Linked DNA regions of Anas platyrhynchos: region 2 is linked to region 1. Evidence: chromatin contacts called from public Hi-C data. All regions are on one chromosome and are shown on one strand. The core of a region is the stretch at or near the end of the contact, and the rest is flanking DNA. Distances in the headings are between cores, read along the strand shown. Region 1 holds the start of KLF3 (KLF transcription factor 3). Region 2 has its middle 84 kb from the start of KLF3.

Evidence for each region. Hi-C and Micro-C count contacts between places; a contact is called where the count stands out from the background.
Region 2: a Hi-C map of subcutaneous adipose tissue shows a contact between it and region 1, with 1.5 times the contacts expected there. The contact joins the enhancer-like site here to the promoter of KLF3 in region 1. A contact is called at or near these places in 3 of 8 Hi-C or Micro-C datasets (F5 follicle, liver and subcutaneous adipose tissue).

Annotation. Positions count from the first base shown.
Region 1 is chr4:56,342,090-56,345,579 of IASCAAS_PekinDuck_T2T, reverse strand. It overlaps KLF3 (KLF transcription factor 3), which reads left to right and starts at 1,741. Exons shown (of 7, transcript XM_027457242.3): 1 at 1,741-2,270.
Region 2 is chr4:56,425,829-56,429,318 of IASCAAS_PekinDuck_T2T, reverse strand. No RefSeq gene overlaps it. Among named protein-coding and RNA genes, the nearest start is that of KLF3, 84 kb to the right of the region's middle. Within about 2 kb of position 1,943, at least 7 of the 8 cell types and tissues checked have an H3K27ac peak or open chromatin away from gene starts, as enhancers often do. A contact at or near this core is called in F5 follicle and subcutaneous adipose tissue, where this site is marked.

The DNA.
Region 1 (3,490 bases), core at 492-2,991:
TACAAAAACCAAACACAGGAAGATAACAAAATGCTGACAGGTGCACAGTCCTGTTTTGCACCACAAAAGCATCGCTCACAACCCCCTCTCTCTTGTTTGTTAATACAAATCCAGAGTGACTTCACAGAACACAGTAAAATTGCACTGGATTAAACTTGGTTCATCTGAGGCCAGAACAAGGTAATAGTTAACAGGAAAATCCAGTGATTTTACCAGGAGGAGCATGCTTGCTACTACGAAATATTTTTGCCTGTTTCAGAATTGGACACCAAAACAACTCTGCCCCCTGACTTCAGAGCTCTAGCTAGCTGTGTAACCTGTGCTAGCTCTCAGAATAAGAGAGTGCAAAGCTGGGACATAACTACTTTATCTGGAGCATGTTTGTGCAAGAAAATTACAGCAGCTCCTTTTCACAGCCCTAACAAAATGTTTTGTGTCTGTCTGTATGTTCTAACACAACAATTCTGTTTATTTTATAGGCTTATAATAAAAAAATCACACTTTATGAGATACATGATAATATTTCAACAATACCTTGTTGTGACATGATACAGTGTAATTATCCAGGAGATACTACAATTTATTGTTGTGTCATTGAGTCATACCCTTCGGGGTTTCAGACTGGTGTCTTAGTGTGCTTTATAAAGCCTATCGGGCTATGTCAGGGGACACATTAAAACATCCTAGAACCAAAGATGTAAACTGAACACGTGGCTGTACACAGCAGAGCGTGCATCTTGAAAGCATTTCTCCCTGTCCTTCTCCCTTCCTTCTGTGTTTTGCTTTTACAGCTTTATTGACTCGGTAATAATCAAAGAGAACAGAAATAACAACCACCAGAGGTGAGTTAGGTTGGGGTCCCAGTCAGAGACTTGAATACAGGCTGATCCCGAGGGGGCTGGAGATGCCCAGCACCCACCGCTGGTGTTACCCACAGGACCAAACGTGTAATCACGGGTCCCACAGGGCGACTTCTCCACCCTTAAAAAGCTTCTCATCCGTCCACAGTTCGCACTGCGGGACGGAGCCTTGCCAAGCACAGCGGTTGCCTTTTGGTTGACGTGTCAGGTACCATTTATCAGTCAGAAGAGGGTAAGATTTTACGTGGCGCAACGAGTATATAACACCTCATATACAACATGTAGAGTGTTGGGGGCAGAACCTTTGCCTGAGCAACAGAGCCGAGACGGCAGGCCGGGATTTTACTTCACTTTATTCCAGCAAACACCGCTCCGACTGAAACCCCTCGGTCCACAGGGAGACAAGCGGCTCCTGCTCCGCGGGCCGTCCGTGCAAAACCCCAGCCTCCAGCAGCGAGCGCCGCCCGGGGCCGCCTCCTGCCTCCCGCGGGGGGCCGAGCCGGGGCCGCCTCAGGCCGCTGCCCCCCGGCGGGCCCCGGCCCCCTGTGCGCGGGGCGTGAGGCGGCGCTTCCCGGCCCGGGCCTCAGGCGGCCGGCAGCGGGCGAGCCGCCAAGCCGGGGCGGAGGCGGCCCCACACCTCTGCCCCACGCCGGCCGCCCGGCCTCGCCTCGCCTCTCGCCTCGCCCCGCTCCCTTCTCCCAGCCCCCGCCGGCCAAGCCAACTCGGCGGCGGCAGCGCCCCAGAGCGAGCGAGCACCTCCCTCCCTCCCTCCCTCCTCCCTTCCTTCCCCCCGGGCTGTGCCGCCGCAGGTCGGCCGGGGTGGGCGCTGAGGGAGGGAAGGAGGGAGGGTGGGGAAGGGGCGCGCTGCCGGGGAGGGGAAGGGAGGGAAGGGAGGGGAGGAGCGGCCGGCCGGGCAGGTTTGTCGGCGGTGGTTGTCCCGCTCCCCGCCCCTCCCCTCCCCTCCCGGGGCTGCTGGCGGATAATGAGTGTCTGCGCGAGGCCGGCTGCCCCTGGGAGGCAGGGCTGGGCGGCGGGGAGTCACGGCGTGCCCGCCTGTTTGTGTGCGCCGCCGCTCGCCCCGGCCCCTCGGCGGAGCCTCCACCCCGCGGGCGGGGAGCCGCCCTCCTGCCTCCCTCCCTCCGTCCCCGCCCGGCCGCGCTCCCCTCCGTGACCCTCCCGGGGAGCCGGGCAGGGCGAGAGAGGCGGCGGCGTCATGTGACAGCGCGGCCCGGTGCCAGCAGCCCGGGGGGAAGGCGGGAGGCAGGCAGGGAGGGAGGGAGGCAGGCAGCGGGGCCGCCCCTCCTCGCACACACACCGCACACACACACACAGAGCCGGAGCCACGGCGCCTCCAGCCTCCAGCCCCGCCGCCCAGCGCCCCCACGGCGCCCTCCGCACCTCCTGCCCAGCGTAAGTGTGTGTGTGTGGGGGGGGGGCGGCAGCCCCCCGGAAAGTTTCCCCGAGCTGCTGTGGGGATGGGGGGGCTCCGGGGGGCTCCGCGCACCTGCCCCGACCCCGCTGGGACGCCCCCGCCGCCACCATCCCGGTGCGGGGTGCGGGGGCTTTTTGGGGAAGGGGGGACAAGCAGCGGACCGGGGGGATGTTCGCGGGTGGGTTCGGGTTTTGGGAAGGTTCCGGCCGAGCTCCAGGTTAAGCCAGGGGGTGGTGGTGCCCCCCAAAACCATATTATCCGCCCCCCTCCGAGCTGGCAGGGGTCGAGGTGAAGTTCAGCCGCGCCGCAGCTGGGTACGGCGGTAGGAGCAACGACCGCAATTTGCTTCCCTTTTTCTGGACGCCGTTCATTTGTTATTATTATTATTATTAATAATTAATTCTTTAAGCCCAAACGCGGACGGGAGCGTTTACTTTGGACTTTTGTCAGATGCGCCTCTCGCACGGCCGGGGGCAGCCCTGGCACAGGACAGCCCAGTGCGGGGGGCGCAGGCGGGGAGAGGGGCTGGGGGCTGCTCAGGAGGGCAGGGAGGGGGGAATAAAATAGGGACTTGCCTCGTGTCCTCCCCTGATACCTCACTCACTGTACCTGTATTGTCCGCTGTGCTTTATTTGCTTCCTAGCCTTTGAAAATGCAGGAAGTGCCACTGTTTGTAGAGCTGAACTCTGAAGGCTTTATTGTTATGAAAGGCTGAATTTGGGTGCCGGATACGAGAGCTTTGAAGGCTTACTTTATTTAAACTGATATCCATGAGTGCTCATTACCTGTATTGAAAACAAAGGCTTACATGGCTGCTCAGTAATGATTTTTTCCCATATAATACTTTTAAGATGCACACTCTTGGTAATTGCATGAGGAACTTCTTGTGTGAGAGGAGCTACATCTGGATTTGATAATCCTGCCTGACCCAGAAGAGATTTACTTCAAACTAACTTTCCTCTTGTATTTTTAAGAGCTTTTTGCCTAGTATAAATACAAAAACTTGAAGCTGGTGTGAGTGGCCTTTTTTATTTCTGTCCAAGCTGGCAAAATACCTTTTTTTTTTCCCCTGCACACAGTGTGGTACAGACCACAAGGGGGACGGGGGCAAGGGCGGGGTGTGTGTGAGGAGGGAGAAGATATAAAGTGGTCTGTGCCTTCCATGAGAAACTGGACAAAATTTGCCCTCGGTAACAGA
Region 2 (3,490 bases), core at 694-3,193, 84 kb before region 1:
TGGGCTGGTAGGATGTAGGATAAATTCATTAGAGATGAAGAGTCTCATGGCCAGCTGGAAACTTTGTAGTCTCAGGAGGCAAGAGAGAACTCTTACAGAAGAGGGTATCGCTCTTTGTCCATGTAAAATAAATAAAAATAATAAAAAAAAAAATCAAAACTTATTGTGTGCCTTTCTCTCTTACATACACAAGGAAGAAGAATAACAAATTAATATTAAAAAAGAAAGAAACGTAGCTTTTTTTGAAACACCTCATGATATTAAGGTTATTCCCATAGTTAGATGAGCTCTGAGTTTTCTTCTTTTCTGCGGTTATGAGTCCTGAGCAAGATCCAAACCCACGAGGCAGGCAATGCTCCCTCAGACTACTTTCCTGAGCATGTTATCTCATCCCTTTGTGAACATATTCACTGAGGATGCCGCAGTGACCTCTCTTGGCAAGCTATGCTTGTGTCAAATTGCAGGTATGTCTTTCTTCTCGAGCTACTCTTTGCATGATGTCTGCTAGGAGACCAAAAGAGAAATCAGCCCAAAACAGAAATAAAAACAAAAAGCACAGTGCTAATTTCCTGAAAGTTAAAGGCAGAATGTTACCTATCATAAAAATAAAATAAAATAAAAAATTGTCTACCCACTTTTATAGTGTTAACATATTATGAGCATAACAGTTCAGCCAACAAAATTTGTCACAGAGCCAGACCAGATTCAACATAAAATATTTGATCCCTGAATACTCAAATCTCATGCTCCTTTAAAGAACAGCACTCAGTAAGAGTCATATTAAGTGCACTAGCCTCCCTTGACAATGATTTTGTAAATCCCATCACAAAATTAAGATACAATCCTATGATGCTTACACAAACTGTGAAAGCTCAGGCCAGTATTTACTTCTCTGACTTCTCTGTTGTTTATCCTGGGGAGAAGATGTATTTCAGCCATCTGAATTTGCACTCCAGGCTGTATCACAGTATTCCTCTCATCATCCCCACCCTGGCCTGAAGGGAATACTGTCTTTAGGACACTGCACAAGTCACGGATAGTGGTGCAACACGCAGCTCCACCTACCTGTGGCTGGACAGGTAGATAAGGAATCTCGCCCATGCTCCCATCTGAATAAAGAAAAGCTCCCTGATAGGAAGGAAAATGAAGCACTGGAACAGGCTGCCTCGGGCACTGGTGGAGTCTATATCAAGTCCTTAAGAACTGGTTAGACAAGCATCTGTCAGGAGCAATATAGGTGCAGTTCATTTTGCCTTCCAACCCTATTTTTCTAGATCTAGGATGAAACTGTGCTTCTGAAGAACTGTTATGATGATTTGCCTCTTCCCTGCATCCTGGGAAGTTAAGAAGGCTCAGTTTGGCAACTGGCATTGAGGTAGGTGGATAGCAAGTCACATTAACCATCTTAGAAGACTATCTACTACTGTCCACCTACTAGAGTCCTTGGTATTGATGGACATTTGGATCTTCAAATCCCAAAATGAACAACAGCTTCCAGACTTTTATAACTAGCATTATTTTTAGCCTGTTACACAGTCCTCATGACTGATCTGCTGGAGGTGGCTTTGCTGTAAGCCCTGAGGAACGGGAAAGGAAGGGGTTTGTGGAGACATAATTTCCAGGGGGTGATAAGCTTGCATCTGTTTTGAACTGTAAAATGGCAGCTCGTTGTGAAATCCTCTCTGAGCATACCTTTTAAATGCCAAACAAGCACAGCACCAAAAGCACATAAAGAAATAATTGAAAGGCTCTGGAGGGAAGCCAAGAGGACGTGGCTAATGTTTCACCTAATCTCACCCCCTCGCTTGCTCTCCCCCAGCAGCCCTGCCTGCATGACGTGAACTTCAGAGCTTCAGCAGGCAGCTGCTTCTTGACTGTGCACACTGTCTGACCCGCTGGCAGCAGGACAAGAAAAACAAAGAGGCTAAAAACATAAAACAGAGAGAGATTAGGAGCTGTGCGGCCCAGAGTGCTCTCCTTTCACGGTGGGGCTGGGATTGGAGTCCCTCTGGAGGGCCTGCCTGAGCTGGGTTTGGAAGGCCCAGCTCGGACCTCTGCTGGCAGCCGTCCACTGCACAGGGCCCAGCTCCTGTGGGTCTCGCTCGTCCTGCCAGGGGAGGCCCAGCTCCGAGGAGATCTGGCTGCCTCCCAGCCCTAGGTTTGGTGGTTCATTCATGTGAGGCTGGAGTTCATGGCGGGGAGCAGTGTGGGAAGAATTTGTAGTGAAACCTGTCAGGTTTTTTTCCTTTGGATAAATCCACTTTGATTCCCCAGCCTCCAGTCACTTGTCCTTTACTTGCACACGGTCATTTACCTCCTCCTTCATGCCCCCAGACACATTTCCTTTGCACAGAACAGTTTACTCTTCAATAATCTATATTAAAATAAATTATCCAGAGGCTCATCCTAACAGTCCTGCTCTGAAACTCCTGCTTTCTGTGAGTAACTTCCAGCTGTGTGCTTGGTGTATAAATTAGCACCACAAGCAAAGGGTACCCATGACACGAAAACTGCAAAGCCTCACCTGTAAGTGTGCTGCTACCACTTCCTGGGCAGGTTAAACTGAAAATGAAGCTGACAAACCTGTCGCACTAAGAGAAGCAGAGCTAGTCTACATGCAGGAATTTGGACTCAGTAGAAGCAAGCAGTGTTAATTATTGATTGATCGTATTCACTTCCCTTCAAGTGAAGTTTTTAGGACTGATCTTTTACTTGGCCTTAAAATATAAACTGTGATTAGTGGGGCAGTGGTTCCGCAAAGCCTTTCAGTGATTTTAGAAAAACTCTTCATGTTAAAATCAGCCTAAGTGACAAAAATATTTCAGAGCCTAAATGAAAAGAAACAAATAATATTTTTTTTACTAGGTGCTGACCAAAAAACCCTGGAGTTTCAGTCATAAATCACCAGACCTGTGGCCTCCCACCATAAGCAGTAGTATAGCAGCAAAGTAATTGCTGAATGGCAGCACAACAGAAGTAAAGATCAGAGACTGGTAGGGGGCTGAAAGCAAGTGTGACTCTTCTTGCTAAGAATATACAAACCAACAAGGAAGAAAGGACCTAAAAATGAACACACAGTTTAGCTAAAAACAGATACAAAATTAAAATCAACTGGATTTCTGAAGATTTGGTTTTGTTTGTTTATTTGTTTATTAGATTTGTTTTTGATCTGGCTGTTTTTCATTTTGGTTAGTTTCATTTTGAGGCCAAAGTGATGAAACGCTACAAGAAAGGAAGTTCTTGTGGTTTTTCAGGGCCATCCAGAAGCAGAGTAATGGAAAACCAACAGCAAGCAGGAAGGACTGGAAAGCATGCAAGAGCTTTCCTACACAAACTGCCGAGCTCTGCAAAAGGAAGGTGTATCACAGTATCACAGAATGGTTAAGGCCAAAAGGGACCTCTGGGGGTGACACACAGACTCTTTCTTGGGGTTGTGCAGCTGTGTATAGACCTGGCACAGGCACAGGAAGGTGTGATAAATTCAGAGAGG